Regions from separate parts of the Zea mays genome. Here region 2 is linked to region 1. Evidence: chromatin contacts called from public Hi-C data. All regions are on one chromosome and are shown on one strand. Each heading gives the region's core, a stretch centred on a gene start, on an enhancer-like site or on the middle of the called end of the contact. The rest is flanking DNA. Distances are from core to core; before and after follow the strand shown. Region 1 holds the start of LOC100192508. Region 2 holds the start of LOC100277781.

Region 1 (5,525 bases), core at 1,198-3,697:
CATAAAAATTAAACCAAAGATAAATTCATGTACTACACACTATTAATTCTACAAGATTAAGTATACTTTAATCTCTAGGGTTTCCCTTTTATTTATTTTATTAAATGAATAAATCTACACATATACTAGTTCATAGTTAACCATAAAACTTAGAGTGTGCAGGTAGTAAATGGAACTAATTTATTTAAATAGAGAATATTCCTATGAATATTTTGCAATTTGAATCACTAAATTTGGAGTTCATATGCAAAAGATATGAAATAAACAAGTTTGGGAATTTAAAATATGAAAATAGGTCTAATTCTGTAATTATTTAAACGCCCAGGGTTCAATCTACAAGATTACAGGGTCCTGCGCGCGAAAACCAGGGACGGCGGGTTGATTCCCAACAAACCGAGGGTTTCTTACGCAAAATAACCACGTGAAGGGGTACGGGATCCACTCAACCGTCAGATCTAAAACCAACAGCCGAGATTAGATCGGCGGGCGAGGGCGCGCGCGGGGGCGAGCGAGCGCTGACAGGCGGGCCGGCGGTGTCAGCGACCGAGAAGGGGGTGGACTAACCAGTTGGGCCCTGCGCCAGGAGGCACAGGTGCTGACAGGCGGGTCGGCACACGGGGCACGAAGCGATATCCCGTGATCTAGGCCGTGCGATAGAGATCGGACGAGGGAGATCAAAGCCGAAAAGGGGTTAGCAGCTGCGGCGGTGCCGCTCCTTCTCGTGGCGGTGAGGTCGTCGGAGTTGGGGCGGGTGCGAACTATGGTGGCTCTGGGGTCGCCGGAGCTGGCCAAAAACGAAGGGGAAGGCACGGTGAACTCACTGGTAGGGTTGTGGTCGCGAGACCGGGGTCAGAGAGGAGAGAACGGCTGAGGGAGGACTCCGGGTGGGTCGGGGTAACTCCGGTGAGGGATTTCGGCCACAGGGAGGGGTCTGAGGCGCGCTAAGGCCTGGACTATCTTCAGTAGGGCGAGGGGAACGCCAGGGGCCGGCGCGGGGGGCACTGGATTGGGCCAATTTGGCCGGCCACCGCGCGGGTGCGGCAGACCGCCACGACCGACTTCCGGAGAAGCCAAAATTGACCAACAACGTAGCACAATTGGGAAAACCGAGCATGGGAGAGGGTGTCTCACCTTGGGGTGGAGCTCGGGGTGGCTTGACGCGGCTTCCGGCGGACTGGACGACTGGCACGGCGAGTGCGGGTCTTCGGCGAGGTCCAACGCCGTGGACAGAGCGTGAGAGAGGGCAAGGCTGTGCGAAATGGGACGGGGGAGCGAGGGCGGGCGCGGGCGGTGCTCACAATGGAGCTAGGGTGCGTGGGCGGGCGACGTGGCCGGGGATCTCGGTGTGCGTGCGCGAGTGCGCCCGTGCTAGTCCACGGTGGGTGCGGGGAAGGCGGAGTTGACAGGGTGGTCCCACGGCGCAGCGAGAGAGAGAGCGGGCACGCGGGGGTAACGGTTTGGCGCACTGACGATGCGGACCCGCGAGGCAGAGGGGGAGAGGGGCGCGCGGGCGAAGGCAACTGGCGCCGACAGCCCGGCCCCACTGGGCAGAGAGAGGGAGAGAGAGCGTGCGGGGAAGGCAACCGCCGCTGACAAGTGGAACCCACCTGTCAGGCGGCGCGGGCGCATGGCCTGGCTGGGCCGAGCTGGGCCAGCTAGGCTGCTTTTGTAACACCCCAGGTGCGTAACAGCAATTATGGACGTAAGTAAGAAAGGCCGGGGTGCATAATGATTTCGATAGTATGTCTATTCCTGATTTCCGAGATTATTCAAAAAATCTCATTTATTCCGAGATTATTCAAAAAATCTCATTTAGCCTGGAATGCAATCATCGCGCATGATGACAAGTTCTACGCTTGTTTAAAATTGCTCGGTTAAGTAAATGCAATCTGGAAAGCGCCTGATCTGATAATTTTGACTGCGTGTTTTATCCAAGAAATTGTGCGCAAGGTTAATAATTCAGATTGTTTCTTCGGCACGTTATTTTGGGCAATGAAATTGAGTGTACATTAGCAGATCTGGTTTCGGCTAATTTCGGTCGAATCACGCAGAGCAGATTATCGAAGTCGAAATCGGTTTTATTTGAGCTGTCGTTTCTCGCTCGGATCCAAATCTTCGGATATAAGCAATTGGTACATAATTTGGTTCGCTAAATCCGGAAAATGAAATGTGTATTCGTGTAACGTGTCGACCCAGTATACATTGCTAAAAAATCGTGATTCAAAATATCTGCGATTCTCTGTAAAAAAAAGGAAACTATAAAAATGAAAAAGATCTCCAGCAGCTGCCTCTCTCCATCTGATCTTTTCAGCCGTTGATCTTTATCTCCCTCACGCACGTCTCTCTATCCCTCTGATTTTTCTTCAGCCGCCACTGCTCTCTCGTCTCTATCCTTCAGCCGCCACTGCTCTCTCGTCTCTATCCTTCAGCCACAACTGGGATTTTTTTGCCATCTTCCTGCCGAGCTCCCTGCGCGTGCTGCCGCAAGACCCTCTGCCCGGCCACCGTCGAGCTCCCTGGCTCGCCTGGCCGCGCCCCTGCTTCCCCTCCCTAGCCGTGCGTCTTCCCTGCTCGCCGAGCTTGGTTTGCGCCCAACTTCCAGCGCCGCAGTCGTCCTCTCTGCTCTCCACGCGCGGAGCTCTCCCCCCAGCTCCTCCCTGCCGCGTTCCTGCTCGGCGCCCATCTCCATGTGCTCTGTGCGCGCGCGCCCATATCCCCTGCTCCTCCGGCGTCGCGGCTTCCCAGCTTCTGCCAGCCGGCCGAGCTCTCTCGCCAAGACCCCATCCGAAGCTCCCTGGCTTGACTCTGCCCAGTTCGTGCCCTGCTCGCCTCTGCGTCGCGCGCTCTCCCTGCTATCTCCCATGGCGCTCTCTCCCCGCTCGGCCTCCGGCTCCGGCACTGTGCCGAGCTCCCTGGCCATCGCGCCCATGTCGGCCAGAGCTTGCTCGGCCGCGGTCTCGTCCCGGCTCCCTGCTGCGCTTGTCCTGGCAGCCGCGCCCAGCCGAAGCCCCTTTCCTGCGAGCTCCTCCCTGCTAGCCGCAAGCTACCGAGCTCCTATCTCCCGTGCGCGCGCCCCTGGCCGCATCGCTGGCCCTCGGACCCGGCCATCGTTTGCCGCTTAACCACTGGCGAATTAATTTTTAGCTCCTCTCGCGCAGCTCTCTAGAGCTAAGCTCCTCACCGGCTGTCGCTCCCAATCTTCAGCTCACCGACTGACCGTCGTGTTCCTTGTTTTGCCTCGTCGGCCGACCTCGCCGCGACTAAGTTCGTCCATCGTGCTATGTGCCTCGGTCTCTGGTCGAGGGACATCGGTGCCCTCTGCCCCTTGCTCACCTCCCTGGTCATGCTCGCCGGGACATTATTCTCTAGCCAACTGTCGCTGTGAGCTCTCCTAGACATCTCACCTCCCCGTCGCATCATGCGCTATTCCCCAGCAACGTGTGTACGCCAAGTCCGTGTAGCCCGTTGCCACACCTTGTAGCTGCTTCCACGACGTTATCGTGGGGACTTCTTTACGTCACGAGTGCTTCTGCTCATCGCGTTAAACCAATCTGTTTCCATTATGTCGTCATCAAACCGTGAAGATGCTCTTGTGCTGGCCACGCACCACCAGCTCGACAAAATGCATCCCCTGAGTATCTAGTAAAAAACGAGATTATGTGCATCGCTCGTCAGGTGTGTGCGGTCAAAGACGTCAAGCGAAAACCATTGTCGTTCTTCCGACTATCGTGTCAGATCGGTCATGGTAAGATGATCTATTATTCCTGCTAGCTAAATTGTTGAATGTGGTGATTTTCTTGATTTAGCATATGTGTGTTGAAATCAAGATTTTAGATGTGATTCATATGAAAGGTAAGGGTAGACACATCTAAATTATGTGACCAAATTAATAATAAAAAATTATAGGACTAGTGTTTCTAAGGTCTGGCAGATAGATGTTGATTAAATTGCTTTGGATTTATTTCGTCGATGCTTGAAGTAGATCTTAAGTAAAATCCGAGAATTTCATAATGGCCAGTGTACATAAGTACTCTCGATATTTAAGTTGTTGAGAATGTAGTTTTATCAAACGCTATATTATTTGATAATGTTTTATCCGTTAGAGCGAATAGTGTAATGTCCTATTTAATTAGTATGTAATTCAAATTAATCTAAAAACCTGATTTAAAAGGTTAGTTAAATTATTCCTGCATGTACTATAACTCAGGGTGTCCAATAATAGGAGTTTGAATATTGTTAGTCTTTCGGTGTTATGCGCTATCTAAGGAAAATATAGGACTCGTACAAGGTTTAGGGTTTCTTGATGTATGAGCTACCTCCGACTAGACTGGAATAGCGTAATTATTATAATTAGTCCTATACCGTTAGCTAGTATTTGCTTAATGCTTTATTATAAGTCTTTCATCCTCTTTGGTGTAGATTATTTGTCTTATGCTATTCCTATGTACATTCATACATGTGCATCATGCATCTCATTAGGTACGGTAGTTGATCACGTGATGCGGAAGACAAGAACTGAGTCGACCCCAAGATGACGTAACTAGTGGACTACTCCGCATAGTGAAGCTGATGGACGAACCTGAAGATGGATAATCTGAACGAGTGCCAACACAAAAAACTAGTCGCCAAGTGATCGACGTCTAACAAACACAAACCTAGTGTTATCCAGGCAAGCCCCGGTGCATTTGCCACCTCCTTGCTGTTTTAAAATCTTTTATCACTTTGTTTGATGCATTAGGTGATATGAGTTGTGTGCTAAACAATTGATGCATTTCCTTCCATAGAAAATTGATTACCCTTCCTTGATACCCTTTTATGAAAAGGATTTTTATGATGCTTAGCCTTGCTTTAGAAAAACAAAATATTTTTTTAAACAAAAAGTGATGCTTCACAGTGGATGGGAATGTTTTCAAAAATAAAAGTTGATGGTGGATCCATCATGGCCGTGATGGGTTCAACATCGGAAAAGATGTACCTCTGTCAGGTACCAAACTTTGGGTTGAAAATAATAAAGCTGAGACCGGGCGGTTGACTTGCACGAGAAGGGAGTCTCAGTGTAGTGTCTCCGTCTGAGTCGATTAAGGACCGTGCCGATGTAGGCCTGATGATCGAGGACCTTTTAACTGGTCACATGCCTCATCATGGGTAAGCTTTGCCTCGGGTAGACTAATATCAGAAAGGCCAACCCGCAATGGGAGTGGAGAGATGGCAAGAGTAGCGTGTACCCTCCGTGGCATGAGGCTAGACGGTGGTGTATCTGTGCTCTCGGTTGGCGTGAACCCGGTCCGGTCTTAAGAAACCCGGTGACGAGTTGACATATGCAAGGGTTAAGTGCTACATATGTCGTGTGATTAGAGATCCCCAGCTGGGTATTAATCGATTTGGATCGCCGTTACTTCTCGGATATGAGGACTTGGTCACTGACTTACACGTAGCAATCCAGTGAACTGATGGGAAGATAAAAAGACGGCTAGTATAGGCCAAGTGATTGAACTAGGGTAGAAAGAACTCTAGATGCCGGTAAC
Region 2 (5,318 bases), core at 57-2,556, 210 kb before region 1:
CCGGCGGCGCCTGGATCTCGCTCCCGGGAGGGACCCCGTCGGGGAGGAGAGATCCTAGGTGGTGTCTAGGCTCGGGCCGGCCGACCTAGACTCCTCTAATCGACGTAGAGCCGAAGAGAGACGAAGAATTTGGGGATTGGATAGCTAAACCTAAACTAGACTAAAACTACTCCTAGGATAAAATGCGAAATAGAAGTTGTATTGATTCGATTGTTGATTATTACAAATCGGCCGTATACCTCTCTATTTATAGAGGAGGGGGGCTGGACCCTTTACAAACTAATTTCCGAGCTTATCCCATGATTTTAGCTAACAACCGTAGCACAAAACTCGGAACCCTAATCTGTTCTGCGCACGCGCGGACCGTCCGGCCCACAGGCGCGGACCGTCCGGACCGCGGACCGTCCGGCCTCAGGGCCGGACCGTCCGCGCTCAATTTTGGTTCGAACAGAGGGCTAGCGGTGCCCTAAATCAGGATAGCATTCCCAAAGGTTTGGTGGAGAGTGTAAATTTGGTGGAATTACCAAACCAAATACAGGACCACTCCACTCCAAATTGTACAAATCACGGAGTACCTTCCCACAGTTCCCCAGTCACTGGAATACTGGATGACAAACTGGAGTCTGGAGATGAAATAAGGGGCAGCGAAGCCACGGATTCAACCCACTCACCAGTACTTGACGGCCTTGCACTGCTTGCACCTGAACGTGGTCTGTTTGAAGCACACCGCACAGACCCCCTTTGCCCCGACCGGCGGCTGCGGCTGCGCGTCGAACTCCTCCTGCACCGGGCCTTGAGCCGCCGCCACGACCACCGGCGGCAGGCCCCACTCGGGCGCCTCGGGCACCTCCGCAGCGTGCACGACGCCCGGGAACAGCTCGGAGTAGTAGGCCAGCACGGACTCCCGCTCCGCCAGCTCGGACTCCTCGGCCGCCAGCCGCGCGAGGCGACGCACCTCCTCCCTCCGCGCCGCGGCCCGGCGCCAGTGGCTCCGCACCAACAGCACTATCGCCGGCACCAGGACGAGCGCCACCAGCGCTAGCACCAGGACCGCCGCAGAGGACGATTCCGCCTCCTCCTCCTCCATTGGGCCCCTGCAACTCCCCTCCTCCTCCTCCTCAGCCCGGTCCTCCTCCCCCTCCGCGCATAGATCTCGGCCCCTCCGCTCCTACTCGCCGGATCCGAGCCCCGATTCCCACCTCACCCGCGCAAATCCGCTGCAATTTAGACCCCCCCGAGGGCTCCAAATTTCCCCCCTCCCTCTCAGGTTCGGATCTCTCTGGTCTGGTCTTTGGAAATGACGGAGAGGCAGGCTAGGCTGCGGCGGCAACGAAGGCACCAAGAGACGGCGGCAGTGGTATCCGTTTCCGGTCTGCGCACAGCGTACGCACCCCGAATAATTAGACAGCTTGTGGAGGGGGCGAGGTGCAAAAGGTGCCTGACGACGGGACAGGCGGGCACCGGGCAGGAAGCTGGGACAAGTAACGGATAGCTCACGCTGTACCGGCGGGGCAACGCAACAGCGCGGTACGAGGCAGGCACAGACAAGAAAGGAATGGGTTCCTAGAGCCCAGAGGACGGTACCGTGGGTTCGGGTTCTCCGTCCGTGCGGACGCGCGTGCCTGACCGTCCGATGGCCTCATCCACTGGGTCCTGCCCGTTGATCGGCTGTGCGGCGTGCGGAGGGCTTTCCGCGGGAGAGAAATGCGGGAAACTGTGATAGTACCCGCCATTATTCCGGAGGATCCCACGGTCTAACGAGTAGACTCCATGCGAGCTCGTGTCGTGATCGAATTGTTTCCTGTTTGATCTGAGTTCTGCTGGGAAAGAAAGCGTTGGCACTGATACATCAAATATTGCGTTTCAATGGTAAATGATTTGTTCCTTTATTTGCGTAGAGATACAAGCTAGGTTTTTTTTCTTTCGTGTGATTTAAATATTTATAGGAAGTACTTTGTAATTTTCATTTAGTGGAGTGCTACCTTGGTGAAGGCATTTTTTATGAGGAAACTTTGGTAGAACGAACTTTTCATGTGTCTTTTCTTGTGTCACGTAACTTAAGACGAATCTAGGGGGTGTTTGGTTAGAGGGACTAAAGATTAGTCTCTAGTTTTTAGTCCCTTTTAGTCCCTTTTTTGCCAAACACTAGGACTAAAATATGGACTAAAATGATTTAGTCTTTAGTCCTTCACATAGGTGCTAAAAGAGACTAAAAGCTCATAATTATCATGTTGCCCTTACCTTTTTATAGATAACTAATATTATGAGTATATTCTAAGGGTATTTGAGTCTTTGGACAATGTATTTAATGACTTTAGAATCTATTTAGTCCCTAAAACCAAACATATAGGGACTAAAGTTTAGTCCTAGGACTAAAGTTTAGTCCTAGAACTAATTGAAACCAAACATGCCCCTAGTATTTTGTTGGAAGTCAATTCTTGCTAACATTCGGTTCTCATCCCATCGGATCGGATTAATTAACAAACCATCATGGCATCCCAATGCCAATGCGTGCCAAACAAAATTTGATCACCTTCCACTTATGCAATGATCGGCTGTAAAGGTGACGCAGGAAATTGCTAGAAATGAAACTTCTCTGAAAGCAATTAGCCACTGGTGACAAAACAAGCGTTGACACCACCTCTTCCCTGTTGTGTGATAGTAGTGTTTTTTTATCACCTTCCGATTAGGCAATGATCGGCTGTAAAGGTGACATAAGAAATTGCTAGAAAATAAAGTTCTCCAAAAGGAATTAGCGACTAATGACAAAGTGTTGACGCATCGGGTCCACTTTTTTATAAAAAAAAATAAGTATATATAGCGTATAGTGTATATATATATTAGTTAGTTGCTCATACTTTATATAACATAAACAGACATAAATTGCAGGGTTAGAGTCGCTCTTTGTTTCCATGGCTAGGGTTTGAATCCCCTACCCCTATTTTTTTACCAGTATTATCCGATTCTCATGACTCAGTGTCTTAAGTCTATCAATGTTGATCTGAATGCTAAGATTGTTGGTGGTCTTCTTCTCCACCGAAGGTCCTCAAGATAAAGACATCATCGGAAAAGTGATTTTGATGACTCTCTCTGACGAAGGTCCTCGAGACGAAGATCTTGTCTGGAAGCAACAACGGCGATTACCAAAGCTGCCACCGAAGGACGACAGCTTCGGCTTAGCCCAAGCCGAGGAGGAAAAGACTAGCTAGTTCCTAGCGATTTACGTTACAATTATAAACAAATGTTAAGGTTATAAATGTACTTTCACCCGGGCTACGTCTCGTGCCTATAAATAGGTGAACAGTACACACGTAATGTTCACGTTGAATTGTAATTGCTCTCGCATCTACACCTTCAAATAAGCCGAAGGTTGTTGGGGGCCTTCTCCTTCCGAAGGTCCTCAAAAACGTGACTAATATGTTTTCAGTGTAACATAGATTGTTACAGGAAGTTTCGGGTTTGGGATGAAGGCATGCGTAATATGGAGATGCAACCCGAAGGTTGAATAGACAGACGCTGAGGCTGTGACTGAAGGAGCTTCGACTTAATGACGAACGTGGAAGATGAAACCGACCTAAAGGGGAAAAGACTACTCAGCCCTCAATAGTTTGCATTATGATTAAGAGTAGATGTCAGGGACATGGATGTAATTTTGTTTGGGCTGCGTCCTGTGCCTATAAATAGATGAACAGTAACACCATATTGTTCACGCTGAATTGTAATCACTCTTGTGTCACTCTCGCATTTCACCTTCTAGCAAGCCGAAAGTATTAATGTAAAGTTTATATCGTTGGTATTTTTTCATATTTATAAAATGAGAATACAAATAATATAATAATTCATAGTGATTATTTGTATTTTTTGTGTTTTGTGTATATTTATTTATATTTGTTCACCGAAACGATGAAGGTAGGCCCTTCATGACCTTCCTCTGAAGATCATTATATCCCAAAGGTGATAATGCTTCGAAGGACGAAGGTCTTTAATCATTAACAATTGTGTTGTCTTGTTCTTGATTTGTAGCATTTGATAACAAGTGACCAACAAAAGGTATTAATGTAATATAAATTTAGTTAATGTTCATGCACGTATTATGAAATACATATGTGTTAGAACCAATAGATTATATTCATTGTCTTTATATAGATATTTATCCTCATAAATCATTAAGGCACGTCCTTCATGACCTTCGTCTGAAGACTATTATATCCAAAAGGAGATAATACTTCGGAGAAAGAAGGTCTTTAATCCTTAACAATTTTGTTGCCTTGTTCTTGATTCACAGCTTTTGAGAATAAGTAACTAACATTGGCGCCCACCTCCGGTGAACTCACTTTCTCGACCACGACAATGGCTTCACAAGGTGACCAAGTTATGGCACCTTCGTCTATGAAGCTGGTGCTCCCAATCACAGGAGGCTCAAGTTCTGAACCAGCCAATAAGAAGCAGAAGAAGGAATCACAGAGAAGGGTACAACATGTTGGAGTGCAGGGACCCTTAATCAAGTCCAAGTGGTCTTATATATCAATCACCTTCTTCTAGGAAGACCTTCAGTTCAAAGACTACCCTCAAAATGATTGTTGGGGGCCTGCTTCATCGCCGAAGGTCCTCTAAGCAAAAACACCTTCGACAAATTGGCACATAAGCAGACAGACCACGAAGGTACAGCCCGAAGCTACAATCCAGGGAGCTTCGGCATATTGACATGCCTTGAGACGAAGGGCTGCACCAACTTAAAGAGGAAAATGCATTTATGTCATGTTTATAGTTATTTATCGAGGGCATGAATGTAATTTCGACCGGGTTGCGTCCCGTGCCTATAAATAGATGAACAGTAACTCCGAACTGTTCACGCTGACTTGTATCCATTCGCACGTCACACTTGAATTTTCGCCTTCTATCAAGTTGAAGGTATAAATGTAATTCAATATTGTTCATATTCATTGATAATACTATAATAAAGATATATAAATGATATCGTATGATTATTCATGATACTTCTCATGTTTCATATGCTTCGACTTCCATTATTATGCACTGCGATGATGAAGGTATGTCCTTCATAACCTTCGTCTGAAGATCATTATATCCTAAGGAAAATAATGCTTCGAAGGACGAAGGACTTTGACCACTAATGTTTTGTATTGCCTTGTTCTTGACTCATAGCATTTGAAAACAAGTCCCCAACATTGGCGCCCACCTCCGGTGAACTCACTTCCACTATTGAGCTGATGGCTTCGTTCAACAACCAAGTCGTGGCACCTTCGGCTACGAAGCTGGTGCTCCCAATCACGAGTGGTTCAAGTTCAGAGCCAGCT

What was found. A called contact is a pair of places that touch in the nucleus more often than the background predicts.
Region 2: a Hi-C map of ear shows a contact between it and region 1, with 5 times the contacts expected there. The contact joins the promoter of LOC100277781 here to the promoter of LOC100192508 in region 1. A contact is called at or near these places in 2 of 25 Hi-C or Micro-C datasets (ear and endosperm).

What each region holds. Positions count from the first base shown.
Region 1 is chr4:92,631,869-92,637,393 of Zm-B73-REFERENCE-NAM-5.0, reverse strand. LOC100192508 reads left to right here and starts at 2,447. Exons shown (of 1, transcript NM_001137728.1): 1 at 2,447-4,839. The coding sequence starts at 2,688. The coding sequence ends at 3,122.
Region 2 is chr4:92,842,950-92,848,267 of Zm-B73-REFERENCE-NAM-5.0, reverse strand. LOC100277781 reads right to left here and starts at 1,306. Exons shown (of 11, transcript NM_001349958.1): 1 at 672-1,306. The coding sequence starts at 1,087.